Linked DNA regions of Rattus norvegicus: region 2 is linked to region 1. The links are chromatin contacts, called in public Hi-C maps. All regions are on one chromosome and are shown on one strand. Each heading gives the region's core, a stretch centred on a gene start, on an enhancer-like site or on the middle of the called end of the contact. The rest is flanking DNA. Distances are from core to core; before and after follow the strand shown.

What was found. Hi-C and Micro-C count contacts between places; a contact is called where the count stands out from the background.
Region 2: a Hi-C map of liver shows a contact between it and region 1, with 3 times the contacts expected there. The contact joins two enhancer-like sites. A contact is called at or near these places in 4 of 12 Hi-C or Micro-C datasets (the A7r5 cell line, hepatocytes, kidney and 1 more).

The regions. Positions count from the first base shown.
Region 1 is chr11:40,332,908-40,335,616 of GRCr8, reverse strand. No RefSeq gene overlaps it. Among named protein-coding and RNA genes, the nearest start is that of Map3k7cl, 57 kb to the right of the region's middle. Within about 2 kb of position 1,251, at least 11 of the 93 cell types and tissues checked have an H3K27ac peak or open chromatin away from gene starts, as enhancers often do. A contact at or near this core is called in hepatocytes and liver, where this site is marked.
Region 2 is chr11:40,482,114-40,484,878 of GRCr8, reverse strand. No RefSeq gene overlaps it. Among named protein-coding and RNA genes, the nearest start is that of Bach1, 58 kb to the right of the region's middle. Within about 2 kb of position 1,393, at least 16 of the 93 cell types and tissues checked have an H3K27ac peak or open chromatin away from gene starts, as enhancers often do. A contact at or near this core is called in hepatocytes and liver, where this site is marked.

The DNA of each region.
Region 1 (2,709 bases), core at 2-2,501:
CAAACGTGAATTCCAGTGAGCCATGAACAATGTGTACGATGAGTCTGTCTGGAATATCCCATGGGATGTATGAACTTACTCAAATTTAACTTTCGTTTGGCACTCTGTGTTTTTATTAGCTCAGTTCAGCCTTCACTGTGGTGTGGTATTAGGCAACTTGTCTTGTGTGGCACCATCCTTTGTAAATATTATCGTACTCCCGTCTCTCTGAGGCCGGCAACAGGGTCCAGGAACTCGTTTCATCACTGCTTCTGTCTCACCCACCAAATTCCCACAACACTTACTTCAATGCTGTTGGGAACGCAGGAATGGGATTCCCATTCATTCTTCGAGTTGAGAAATTGCTGCTGAAGTCTGACCGGCTGCCAAGCACTGGGTTGGTTCTGAAGATAAAACAAGACTGAGCGCCGCAGCCGCGGACAAGTTGCTCCAGGCTCGATCAGGAATGCAGATAGGTCAGAGCGTTTCCATCACTGTGTGAGCTTCTAAAACACAAGGTGATGAGAGTGCAGGTGACAGCCAGCAACTCCAGTCTTTCAGGACGAAATACCATCAGGCTGAGACTTTAACTCACGACCGTGTAACCAGAGAAATGGCAGCGTGTGTGGCAGGAATGAAAGCTCGCCGTGAGACAAACGGGCAATGATGATGAATTCTTCCAGCTTCCTCTCAGTTCAAGCTGGCGCTAAGCCGGGACACCACTGTCTTGAAGGTCTCGAGTTCTTTCTTGCCTTTTGTTTTCTTCAAGTACTTCAAGAAGGATACTGTTGTTCGTACTGTATCTTCCTTCTCTGAGCACTGAGAGGCTTGATTGCTCTTGTCATACAGCCCCGGCATGCTCACCGATGCAGAGCTGGATAAAACCGAGTGTCTTTCCCCACCTTGCCTCTCCTACACTCTTCCCCTCACTGCTGTTGTATCCCAGGTTCTTCTTTTGCTTTTCTCTCTCAGCTCCTGTTGTCAAGGAGCTGCAGCTGACCCTACTGTAGCTCTCTGACCTTCTGATCACTACTCCCCTCTTGTTCTCCATTTCCTGCATCACAGAACCACAACACAATGCTGGTTGACAATGACATTTGTAGGTTTCCACTCTAAAAGTGCAGTCACAAGAGAACAGAAAGCCCATCTCTTATGAGAGGAACAAAAAAAAAAAAAAATCCAGGAAGATGTTCTCAGGTAGAACCCACTTAACTGCCCTTCCTAGGTAATATCCTTGGTAAGAGCCAGCTGTTCTTGCTGACGTTTGCAACACTGACCTGTGCCCAGCACAAAGCCAGCACCCACGAAGCCGCCCGTGCAAGAATTTACATGTAGTGAAGCCTTCCGTCCTAATTAAATTTTGATATAATTAATGTTTAGTTGTGGCCTCAGTGATAGAATTAAACAAATCATGAACAGTGGCTGCTTTCTGTACTGTGTTGAACAGAATTTTACAGGGTTTGGACTGTGCACTTTACACAGTACCCAGTAAAGCAGATCAATATAGAACCCTAATCGCAGCAACTAGACTTTATTTGGCTTCTGGAGACCCTGCTGCCACTTAACTAGTGACGCTATAAACATTTAACTGGTTAGGCTGTAACCAGTGTGTGATTGGCTAACCTGGAACCAATTAAGTTGTTTCTATGACAGGCTGCTGTTTTCCTGTAATTGCTATTGGGTCACGTGGTTGGGAATGCGCTCAGAACCTGATATGATTGTTGCAGCTGCTCCCCAGCCTGTGACTCAGTTGACTTTCGCTTTGCTGTGCTACAGTTAATTGGTCTAAGGCACTTTCCCTTTAACTTGGGGAGCCAAGAATGTTGACTGTTCAGAAGAGTTTGTAACAGGATTGTCTACTTATGGTGGTTAATTCTGAGTGTCAACTTGATGTCCAGACAGTATTCTAGATGTATCTATGCTGGGCAGGGCTGCTTTCATGTGAAATTGCTGGCATTTAAATAGACTGAGGTAAGCAGGGTCCCCTGTCTATGTTGGGTAGGTGAGTCCAAAATAAAAATGCTGACTGTTCTCTGAGGATGTAGAAAGTCTTGCTCCTTGGTGCCTCTGTACAAGCCATGGGTATCCCCTGAGTCCTGAGCCTCCTGAACTGTGGACAGCTTGAAATGTCTGGTACTCACTGGTCTGTAGCTTGCTGATGCGCTCTGCACATTGCAAGGCTTGAGTGCTATCACAACCTACAAGTGGGATCCTTTTCACAAGCTTACCTATGTCACACACATTGATGATAGATAGAGATACCTAGATGAGTAGATGATAAATAGAGAGATGATAGATAGATAGATAGATAGATAGATAGATAGATATAGAGATATATTGTAGCTTTTCACACAGACACACACACACACACACACACACACACACACACACACACACACATCCTGTTGGTTTTTCCTTCTGGAGAACTCTAATGCAGTCTCCCTGAAAGGAAAGAAATCAGAAGCCATTTTGATTAGAAGAATAATTTTTAATTTGGTTGACAAATCCTTTTTGATTCAGGTGTATCCATCTGTCTTGGCTTTTTCCGTTGTTCACCTACACTAAGTGCAGATGGTTCGTTCCTATGAGTCGCGTTTTTATTTCATATTCAATATCAAGGGTTTTTGAAGAACATTCCTAATTAATTTAATTTTTAGCAACCCCCTAATAATAGGCAAATAAATAGTCATCGAGTGTTTACCTAAGACTTCAGTATAAGCTAGGGGGTGG
Region 2 (2,765 bases), core at 144-2,643, 150 kb before region 1:
TGTTGTTTAATTTTTGCAATTCTTTATGTAATCTAGCTATTTTTTAACTACTTTTAGATTTATGTAATTTTGTGCCCGAGAGTTTTACCTTCACCTATGTCTCTGTAGTACATGTGTGCCCAGTGCTCACAGAGGTCCCACAGAGGTCAGTAGAGGGAGGGAATTGGATCTCATGAAACTGGAGTTCCACACTGTGGTGAACCACTTCATTGGAAATGGCCACAAACTCGAGTCTTGTTTCCTAGGGTCACTTTGCTAGTGTTGAGTCTGGAGCAGTTGACGTCCACAACTGGCTTCACTCTTTCCCCTGTTTTACACACCAGGTCCCTCTGCTGCCCGGACTTCCTGTGCAGCCTGTGGGCTGGGCAGACTCCCCAGATCCTACTCTCTAAGGGTAACTAATGGTTTGCTGGGGAAGGGAGGCCTCTTCCACCCTGACTGAGGATATGAAAACCAGCAACGTAACTAAGATTGGTACCAGGAGGAGATCTATCTTTTCATTTCCAAGACTTGCTGAGTGTCCATCACCTGCTGAAGGGATGAGGGTAAGGTGGATGGCGCTAGAGGAGCCAAGTTCAGCATTGGAACGTGGGCTGTCAGGCTCCGTAGAGGTGAAAGGCAGATTGATAATTCCCGAGACTGAGCCTCCGATGAACACAGGCTCAGAGCGACTCCAGGGTTTTTCTCGGTCGATGAGGTCTTTGCCCAACCTTGTGATTCCCTACCTGTGCTGGGCCTCCTGCAACCTGCCGCCTTCAGCTGGGCCTTCTCTCACACATGCTAAGATGAGGAGGCTCGCTGCGTTCTGGCTGTTCTCTCTTCTCAACCTCTTCTCCTTTCACCCCCGCTAGGTCAGTTTTTAACAACTTGACCTCTCAAGCCAGGAAGATGACCAGCCACTGCCATCTAGATCTTAAGGAGTGACAAGGGCTTTGTCTCCAGTGCTGAACCATCTCCCTGATCTGCCACTAGAGGTGAGGTGGGTGGGACTGTCCTGGGGACTGTCTTATCTCGCCTAACTTTCCTTACAGCTTCAGGTTTGTCCTCCTGCCAGCACACTTCACAGCTCACCACACTGTCATGTCTTTCCCTCCACGTTTAAGGATTCTTGCATTGCCTCATGTGATTAGTGAATCTCCCTGTTCTCCTCTGCAAAGTGGTAGTCGGGGAGGTGACACCCACTATCGTCCTGCCCTGTCCTCAGCCACCGCTGGTCTCCTTCGCCCACCCTGTAAGAGCACAGCACAGCGTCACAAGTAGGAGCTGCCAGACCCAGTGTCTTCTGAAGTTTCACAAACAGCTTAACAATTTCACCGCAGTAGCAGTGCTGGGGTTTGCCATGAGCCAGTGGGAACAACGTGGCCGTGAGATCTGACAGAGCTGTTTCGACATCCAGATTGATGAGTCGGGGAATTCCTATGAAGCATTACACAGCATCCGAGAGCCTTTGCCCTGTTGAAGTTGCTTCTGTGAGTCAGATCGGATTCTTGCTGACCCAAGAGGCAAAGTAAATGTAGAGGAAGTTCTCCGCATTACCTGTCACGAACACCAATTTTGTTTGTCTTTAATTATCTGGGTAACTGCTCTGGTTCCTCTACTTGCCTTTACTGAGAGGCGGAACAGGGACAGACAGAGTATTCATGGAGGCTGCTTTCCCCCCACCCCCATCCCCTGGAGCTGAAGACCAAACCCAGGACCTTGCACACCTCGGAGCTGTTTTTCAAGTACAGCTTCTTTGGCCTGACCTCCCCACTCCCTAAAGCAATGGCTTAGTTATCTGTCCTTGCCTTGTGCCTATCAGCGTCTGGACTGCTGTAAAGTAATGAGGCCTTTCTAATTGATCTGTGTTGCTGCCCTCCTGGAATTAGGAGGGTTGTTTTTAATGCATCTTAAATAGTCAAATCTTCTTTTTAAAATATAACATGTAGATTAACTTCCTAATGTAAAAAACAGGAAAGTGGCTAAGACAGGGGTCTCCAGGATTTTCCAAGGGTACAATTCTACTCTTGAAGATAGTTTTTGACAACCACGTATAAATCAAGCCAGAGTTCATCAGATACACACACATTCACACATTCTCTCTCCTGTCTCTCTCTCCTCTCTCTCTCTCTCTCTCTCTCTCTCTCTCTCTCTCTCTCTCTCTCTCTCTCTCCCTCTCCACTGGTGTTTCTATGCCCATGGACAGCTGTCATTAAAGTCTCTGGACGTGATGGTTTGAAAACTTAAGAGGTGAAAGGTGAGTATAGGGCTGTTGAGTGAGTTAACAAACGTTTACATGGCAGAAGTGGCATTTCAGGGGAGTATGAACACACCATTTGGCATCAGCATGCAACCCCCAAGGGCAAGTTGAAGCCTACCCACCCAAAGGATCCGCAGATCTGCAGAAATCCCCTGCTGGGTGTCACTCAATAAAGGGTGCAGTCTTCTGAGTTCTGCCTCTTTGTATCTCGGGAAGTCCCACTATATAGTTCAGACATGTCAAATTATACCCCAATAACGAATGACCCCAACTCTCAATTGTTCACGACCACACAGGTTTATTAATTTCTTGAGGCGTTCTAGAGAAAGAGGTGGAAGCTTTATCTGTCATCAGCACGAAGAACCTGAGAAAATAGCTCATTGGACTGTGGTAACTGAGAAGTCCTGTGATCTTCCACATGCAAGTTGAAGACTCTTTGCATCCAGACCAAAGGCCGGAGATCCCGTGGAACCCGTGGCTTGTCTGGGCACAAAGACAAACAGTGCCCAAGCAGGAGGAGGTGTAT